Regions from separate parts of the Mus musculus genome. Here region 1 is linked to region 2. Evidence: chromatin contacts called from public HiChIP or PLAC-seq data. All regions are on one chromosome and are shown on one strand. The core of a region is the stretch at or near the end of the contact, and the rest is flanking DNA. Distances in the headings are between cores, read along the strand shown.

The links. HiChIP or PLAC-seq counts read pairs in DNA pulled down with a chosen protein or histone mark.
Region 1: a contact with region 2 is called in a CTCF HiChIP or PLAC-seq map of the NIH/3T3 cell line, with 10 read pairs. The contact joins the promoter of Adgrl1 here to the enhancer-like site in region 2. A contact is called at or near these places in 6 of 39 promoter capture datasets (HPC-7-derived erythroid cells, embryonic stem cells, maxillary cranial neural crest and 2 more), 5 of 15 datasets of contacts at CTCF or cohesin (CD8 T cells, the NIH/3T3 cell line and embryonic stem cells), 21 of 484 Hi-C or Micro-C datasets (the C2C12 cell line, the HL-1 cell line, cranial neural crest and 3 more), 5 of 115 datasets of contacts at active chromatin or transcription factors (all in embryonic stem cells) and 4 of 9 other capture datasets (adipose tissue, embryonic stem cells, liver and 1 more).

The regions. Positions count from the first base shown.
Region 1 is chr8:83,897,588-83,901,492 of GRCm38.p6, reverse strand. Adgrl1 (adhesion G protein-coupled receptor L1) reads right to left here and starts at 1,395. Exons shown (of 23, transcript NM_181039.2): 1 at 569-1,395. Gm26721 (predicted gene, 26721) reads left to right here and starts at 1,766. Exons shown (of 4, transcript NR_166528.1): 1 at 1,766-2,312.
Region 2 is chr8:83,855,486-83,859,289 of GRCm38.p6, reverse strand. No RefSeq gene overlaps it. Among named protein-coding and RNA genes, the nearest start is that of Gm26721, 42 kb to the left of the region's middle. Within about 2 kb of position 2,524, at least 15 of the 459 cell types and tissues checked have an H3K27ac peak or open chromatin away from gene starts, as enhancers often do. A contact at or near this core is called in the C2C12 cell line and the NIH/3T3 cell line, where this site is marked.

The DNA.
Region 1 (3,905 bases), core at 146-2,645, 43 kb before region 2:
CAGCCTCCATCCGTGCTTAACAGGGTACCACTAACAGAAGATGTCTCACAACTGCACCAGGGTTGCCCAAAGCACCCCTCCGGGCTGAAACTCACTCGACACCCAGACATACCTCTCCCCATACCACCCCCAACCACCATTAGCGCCACTGCCTCCCAGAGAAAAACAAGCCATGTCGGGGGGGGGGGGGGGCTGGCCCAGCATCCTGCGGTGCCAGCCCCCCGACATGGCTTCTCTGGGGAGCCCGGGCCCGCGCGCTGCGCGCACACGCACCCTCTCCACTCACACCCAGACACCTACACAAACAGGGCGCCAAGCACCCGCGCGCACACGCACCGGGGACACGCAGGCACCGCCGCGCCGCTTCCCCACAAAGGCCGGCGCGCGCGCGGGCACACGCAGCCACGCGCGGGCACACTAGCGGTCCCCTCCCCCTGCAGGGCACCCTGCGGCCGCCCATCCGCACCCTCACCAAGCCCCCGGCGGGCGGGGGTAGGGTGCTCCCCGCCCCTCCCGCCGCGCACACCTGGCCCAGGTGCGGCGTGGCCTGAGGCTCCCGCACACTCACCTGTCCAGCGGCGCTTCGGGGTCGGCCGTGCGCGCTCCTCCGGCGGCTCCGCGAAGCCGGGCCCCCCGCCCGGCACATCTCCCGGAGCCCGGCCCAGGGGGAAGCGGGGAGGGGGTGGCTGAGCGAGGGAGGACTCCGTGTCCCTTCTTTCCTCCGGCCCAGCACCGCCGCCACCGACCAAAATTTAAAAGGGAAGGGGTGGGGGGGGGGAGTATAAAAAAAAAAAAAAAAAGGAAAGAAAAGGCGGATCGCGGCGCTCCGGAGGCGGCCCCGGCCCCGGGCGCGCGGGTCTGCGCCCCTCCCGGGGAGCGAGGCGTGGAGGCGGAGGGGCGGGGGCGGCGTCAGAGCTCGGGGGGCTGGGGCGAGGCGGAGCCCCCCGAGGCGGCGCCGGCTGCCCGCATCTCCCCCGCAGCTCCGCGGCCCCGACGGAGGCGGCACGTGTGTGCCCAGGCGACTTCCCAGCGCCCCCGGACGGCAGCGGGCGAAGGGTTAACGCGGCTGCCCGGGCGGCCGCGCAGGCCCCCGCCGCCCGGCGGCGCCGCTCCTGGGCCCGCGCGGCCCCATCCGCCGGGGCGTCTCCGGCAGACGGCGGGGCGGGGGCGTCGCAGCGCCGACTGCTCCCGCGCCGACCGCTCGCGCTGCCCGCAGGGGGCCGGAGCTACACAGCTGGAAGCAGGCGCGGCGGCGTTGCGCCCCCGGGGTGGCCGGAGCAGGGGGCGCGGGGCTGGGCCCGTGGGCACCGCAGGACTCGCGGAGCGAGCGGGCGCGGGGCACCAGCAATGACAAGCCGCCTGCTCTCGGCGCTGCCGGGCCCGCCGGCTCCGGGAGGGGGGCGGCGGACAAGCGCAAAACCTGGCCTGGACTACCCGCCGGGGACTAGTCTCCGCAGCCCTCCCGTGCGCCCCGAGGAAGGGCCCGGAAACCTGGCCTGGAGTTCCACTCGCCTCCCCCAAGGAAAAGTGGGCAGAGGGAGGCGACGCGCTAGATCCCCCTAGTTGGGCTGGGGGGGGGTGGGGTGCGACGGGCGGCAAGAAAAAACGGAACGGACTCTGCAGCCGTGCTGTGCAGAAAGGCGCCTAGCCGGTGAGGGGTAAATGGAGAGCTGTGCAAGGACTGCGCAAAACCTGGTCCGGATTTGGCAGAGAGGGTAGGGACGGGAGGGGCGCGGTGTGGGGGGGTAGGAGTGGGAGGGGAGGTAGCTGCGACAGGGCCAGATGCACTCGAGGCACGCAAATTTCGGTCCGGATTCTTCCAAGGGAGATGGAGTAATGCGTCAGGCCTGTGCGGTGGCAACAAAAAAGACCTGGACCAGAGCGTCTCCCACCCGGGATTGCAGGAGGGCCGGAGGGAGTGCTGCTTAGTGACTGACAAGAGCGTAGGCTGTCCCCCATCTTCCTAACAGCGACGTGGGGTGGGGAGGGACAAAATGAGGGCTGGACTGAGGTATGGAAGGATCCCGCGCGCTGGCTGCAACAGAGCCGGCAGGTAAAAGCAGTATCTGGATCCTGGGTGATGCGACAGGAAGGGGATGTGGTGTGGATCCCGCTACCCTGGGAGACCAGACCTACAATAAAAAAATAAATAAATAAATTAATTAAAAAAAAAAACGAGGGAGGGACGCAAAGCCAGGACTGGAGCGTAGGTAGGATGGGATGAGAACAGCCCCCCTCCCCCAAACAGAAGAGAGAGCCTTGGCAACCGGACAGGGTCCTGGAGCTGACCAGGCTGCAGGAGCGGAGGAGAGGTTAGTATCTATAAACGCCTCAAGCGTCTGGTTTTGGAGGGGGTGGGTAGGGAAGAAAAAAAAAATTGAATTTTAGGTTGATGGCGAGAGCAAAAGCCCGGTGCAGATTTCCACAACGTAAGAACTACACTGCAGGTGATGGACTCGGAGAAGTAGGGCAGCGGATCGGACTTAGATTCCTAGGCTTTGGACTTAGTGAGTGAAGCCAGAGGCTGGGTTCAGCCCCCCAGCTACAGATGAAGCCTAGGATTGCTTCTCTAGATGGGAAAGGGGGTCGACCTGGCCCAAATATCTGGAGCCAAAGCTACCACTGCCTAGACTTATAGTTTATTTGTTTTTTTGGTTTTTTTTTTTTTTTTTGGTGGGGGGAGGCTATAAAGCTGAACCCGGGGCCAAAACCAGGCACTTAAGCAATATAGACAACTCAGTGCGGGGGTTGGGGTGTGGGTTCAGGGGAGCGGAATCCAGAGAGGTAAGAACAGAGCTTGGAAGCTGCCGCGCTGAGAATCCGTTTTACGAAGGATGGGTGCAACTCTTAAGATTGATGGCTGAGGAGAAGCAAAAACTGGGCTTGGATCCTTGGGGAAGGGAATCCACCCAAAAGCAGCCTAAATACCGAATCCGGCAGCTTATTCAAGTTCAACGTCCAGCTGAATGTTAGCACTGCCTTAGGAGTGCAGATAAACCCTGATGTGGATTTTTCAGAGAATGTGATGTGCTGAGGTTAGAGCAGGAGGTGTGGGGTGGGGTGGGGGATGGGGTGGGTTAAAAGTCCATCTCAGTGTGCATGGAAGGTGCTGTTCTGCCTGCTGAGTGGGTTAAAGTCAGGAAAAGGTTTGAGAGTGGAAGAACTTGGGTGGGTCTTGAATAGGAACAAAGATTATCCACAAAAGCCTTAATGTATAGGCCATTAACCTGTTCCCAAAAAACCCTTCTATGTAGCTCCTCCTGGTGGGAGATTGGGCGGGGAGGCACCGTTGCGTGGACAGGGAAAAGGGGCCACTACCAAAAATTTCATTCCTACTTCTTTAAAAGACACACTTCTCTTCCAGGATTAAGGGTCCTTGGTTCTTCAAAACCAAACTTCAGGGAGGAGTACTTATGTGAGGTGCTACCCCCACCCAGGGAAGACTCCATGTTTGAAGAGTGTCAGCTATGAACCTAAGTGACCAGGGGACTGAATCCAGGGAACCAAAGATACACTACACCTCGAGTGCAGGAAAGATCCTATCCTTTTTGTGACTGACTGATAGAGAGGAGGGTCCCGTCTCTCTGTGCGTTTCCTACTTTGACATATCAACGGATCTCTAGAAAGCTCTACTCCCCTAGCAAGTGGTGTGTGTGTGTGTGTGTGTGTGTGTGTGTGTGTGTGTGTGTGTGTTTTACTGAGGCTGAGGTGTTCAGTGGCCTAGCTGTGGTTGCCCAGCATGTGTAAGGGCCTGGATTCTATCTCCAGCCCAAATGGAGAGGGAGGAGTCCTTTAGCTACTAGCTTCCTTTCTCCAGCAGCCCACCCATCTCTTCTGCAAAAGCAATCCAGGAGATAGTTTGAACTAGCACGCTCCATTATGAAGAAAAGTCGTGATATATATAT
Region 2 (3,804 bases), core at 1,275-3,774:
GGCAGAGGGCAGAGGGCAGAGGGCAGAGGGCAGAGGGCAGAGGGCAGAGGGCAGAGGCAGCAGGCAGCAGGCAGCAGGCAGCAGGCAGCAGGCAGCAGGCAGATCTTCAAGTTTGAGGCCAGCTATTACCAGGACAGCAAGGGATGCAAAGAGATTCCCTGCCTTGAAAACAGAACAAACCAAAACCAAAACCAAAACCAAACCAAACCAAACCAAAAACAACAACAAAAAATCAAATTCTCTTCTGATACTCAAGGTAATCTCTTCATTTTAATCTATAAAAATCAGAAAGCGGGCTGGTGAGATAGCTCAGTGGGTAAGAGCACCCGACTGCTCTTCCGAAGGTCCGGAGTTCAAATCCCAGCAACCACATGGTGGCTCACAACCATCCTTAACGAGATCTGACTCCCTTTTCTGGAGTGTCTGAAGACAGCTACAGTGTACTTACATATAAATAAATAAATCTTAAAAAAAAAATCAGAAAGCAGTTGGGCAGTGGTGCCGAATGCCTTTAATCCCAGCACCTGGGAGGCAGAGGCAGGTAGATTTCTGAGTTTGAGGCCAGCCTGGTCTACAGAGTGAGTTCCAGGATAGCCAGGGCTACACAGGGAAACCCTGTCTCGAAAAACAAAAACAAAAACAAACAAAAATCAGAAAGCAAATTATTTACAATAGCACAGAATATACATTAGCATTCCAGAAGCAAAGAAAGGGGGCCCTTCTTTGTGAGGAGATGCTGGACTGATTGAAAGAAAGTAAGATTGAAGCCCAGTAGGACAAACAGCAAATCCTGTGGCTCCATCTATGTCTGATGTCAAAGGGGTTAGAGGCTCCACCCTTCCAGCTTTGCTGCCCCCAGCCCCACCCCCCGTGTGCATCTCTCCTGGGCTGATTTCTAATGGCTTTGGCTTCTCCAACACAATCCAGGCATCATTTTTATACCTTCGTGCAATGGCCTCTCAGGGCCTTCATGCAGGGACTCCTCTGCCACTCACTGCCTAGCCTCAGTGGCTCTCTGAAACCGTGGGGTGGGGGAGGATTCCCTGACATCTTTACTCTTGTATCCTTTATGACCCTAAGGCAGAACCCTGCGGATGACACAGCCAGTTTCTGTTTGGTGCGGATCCACCCTTCAATGACACTTGCAGACTTAGAGGAACTCTTGCTCTGTGTGTGGAAAGCTTAGCTGGGTCCGGTCTTGCCCACAGGGCACCCTTCCCTTTATCCCAGGGTAGATTTGGCCTCTCCTTAATGACACTAATACCCTTAACATCTGCAGTCTCTCTTCTACCACAAGCCTGGCTTGCTGGTGCCCCCCTTTTACCCAAAACCACATGTACAGTTTGTATTTCTTTCTGTTCCATTTGCTCTTTCCCATTGAAGACCTGCATAAGAGTGAAAACCAACAACTATGCAACACAGTTGTCAGTATTAAATTGTCTTGGAAACACACATACACAGACGCATACACACACACACACACACACACACACAGACACACACACAGACACACACACACAAATTAGTCCATTTAAATTTAGCTTCAGGTAATTTCTTGGGATGTGGGCAGAAGGCAGCCAGGTTTTTTGCCCAAATATACCAAGAGCAGTCTCTGGGACTTTTCCAGTGCAGCCTTTGCAGGCTGTCTTCTGGACGTCTACTAGGATGGTCCGGGAGCTCTACGGACACCATTCAACCTCCTTTCTAGTCCAAAGCCCCAAACTCTCCTATTCAAACAGAATGAAACAAAAGCCATGTGGGCACATACTTCACAATCTTGGTACCAACTTCGTTGGGTAGTTTCATGCCAACTTAACACAAGCTGGATTCACTTGAGAAGAGGGGGCCTTATTTGAGAAAATGCCTCCGTAAGGTTTTCCTGCAGGCAAGTCTGGATGTGTTTCCTCCCTTCCTTTCTTTCTCTTCCCTTTCCTTTTTTTCCTCCCCATCCCCCACTCCCCTCAGTGGTTTCTCTGTGTAACTCTGTCTGACCTGGAACTCTCTCTGTAAACCAGGTTGGCCTCATACCCAGAGATTTGCCTTTCTCTGCTTTCTGAGTGCTGGGATTAAAGGCAAGCCTTCTGGTTTGCGTGTGTTCTCTTATTTAATGTTTGAAATGGGAGGGCCCAGCTCATTGTGGGTGATGTCACCATGGACAGGTCCTGGGGTATATTAGAAAGTAGGCTAAGCAAGCCAAGGAGAAAGCCAGTGGGCAGCCTCCCACCACCACAGCTGCCTCTGCATCAGCTCCTGCCTCCAAGTTCTTGCCCTGACTTTTCTGGATAATGAACTACAACCTGTGAGATGAAGTAAACACTTTGTTGTGCCCAGATTTCAAGGTCCCCAAAGACCACAAGGGATCTGAATCCGTATGTAGCAGAGTCCTGTCGAGAGCCCTGAGCCTCAGTTAGGTAGAGGTTTTATACTAGTTGGAGCAAGGAATGGGGTCTATAGCCTAGTTGTTGCCTTATTTGGCAAGGGGTATCTTGGCGCATGGGGATTGATCAGGGATGGCTTCGGCCAACTTGAGCAGTTTATCTACAACATTTGGAATTTTAGGCATTTTCCCTCTATTCCCTGATTGGCTTGGGCCCAGGGCAGTTTCTTCCTGGAATTCTTTGTGGTATTTCTATTAACCAGAGTTCAAACCAGAGACAAGCAGGCCCAAGATGGAGTCAGCTTACAGATCAGAGTTTCCTCTGTTGCCAGTGTTCTTTTCTTCGCCACACTGCTTTTGAACATGTTATTTTATCACACGCATAGAAACCCCAATGAAACCATCAACATTTGTGTTATGGGGTCTGTTGCTGTGATAGAGACCATGACTAAAGCAACTTGGATAGAGTAACAGGAGGTTACATCCACCTGGCCTTTTTGTTCCCTGAAATAATAACCCTGAGACTGCAGGGGGTGTGGGGGAGCAGTGTACAGGAAAAAGTGGGAGAGCGAGCGAGGTGCCACAGATCCCTGCGACTCCTCAGAGTCCTGATCTGCCGTACATGGCATTAGAGCCAAGATGACTCCTGAACACTGGTGAGACAGCAAAAAGGAACCGAGGATAGGGAGGTGACTACTTCCCCAGGCTTCAAAGAAATCCTAAGGGGTGGCGATATTCCCTGCCCCTGCTCCTTCTCAGTTACTTCATCAGGCAGGGCTTTCATTGGGGCATGATGATGGTGTGGCAAGATACGATTGGCTGGGGGTTTAGGGGCATGGATTGGCTTGAATGCTGTATATAGGCTTATGCACTGCTCAATAAACTCAGATCTGCACCCTGATGCTGGTCTTCGGAGTTTGATTCATCTTGTGACTCGGTCGTCTCTTCTCCCCACCCCTCATCCTCAGTCCTGTTTCCACATGAGACTTCTCATATGTGAATATAGGCCAATAGCTTTGGCTCATTCCCTGACAAACTCATAACTTAAATGCCCATTTATTCTAGTCTATATCTCCCATATGTGGTTGGTTACGTCTCCTCAGGTTTATGTGACCGACCATCTACTTCAGCGTTCCAGGGCCAAGCTCTCTGCTTATTCTATGAGTGCCACATGGCTGGTTACCCTCTACTCAGTTTCATGCATCTGTCTTCTCCAGAGTTCTGGGCGAATCTCTCTCACACCTGACTTTATCCCAGAACCTTCTCTCCCTACTGGAACTTCCACCTCCCGTCTTCTGCCTCAGCTCATTGGCCATAGGCTTTTTTATTGACAGGTGTATGCTTTTACACAGCGCACAAGCTGTTCTCTGTACAGGAAAGGAAATGGTTTGTTTGGTTTACAAATCCTGAGGCATGGTACACTGAAG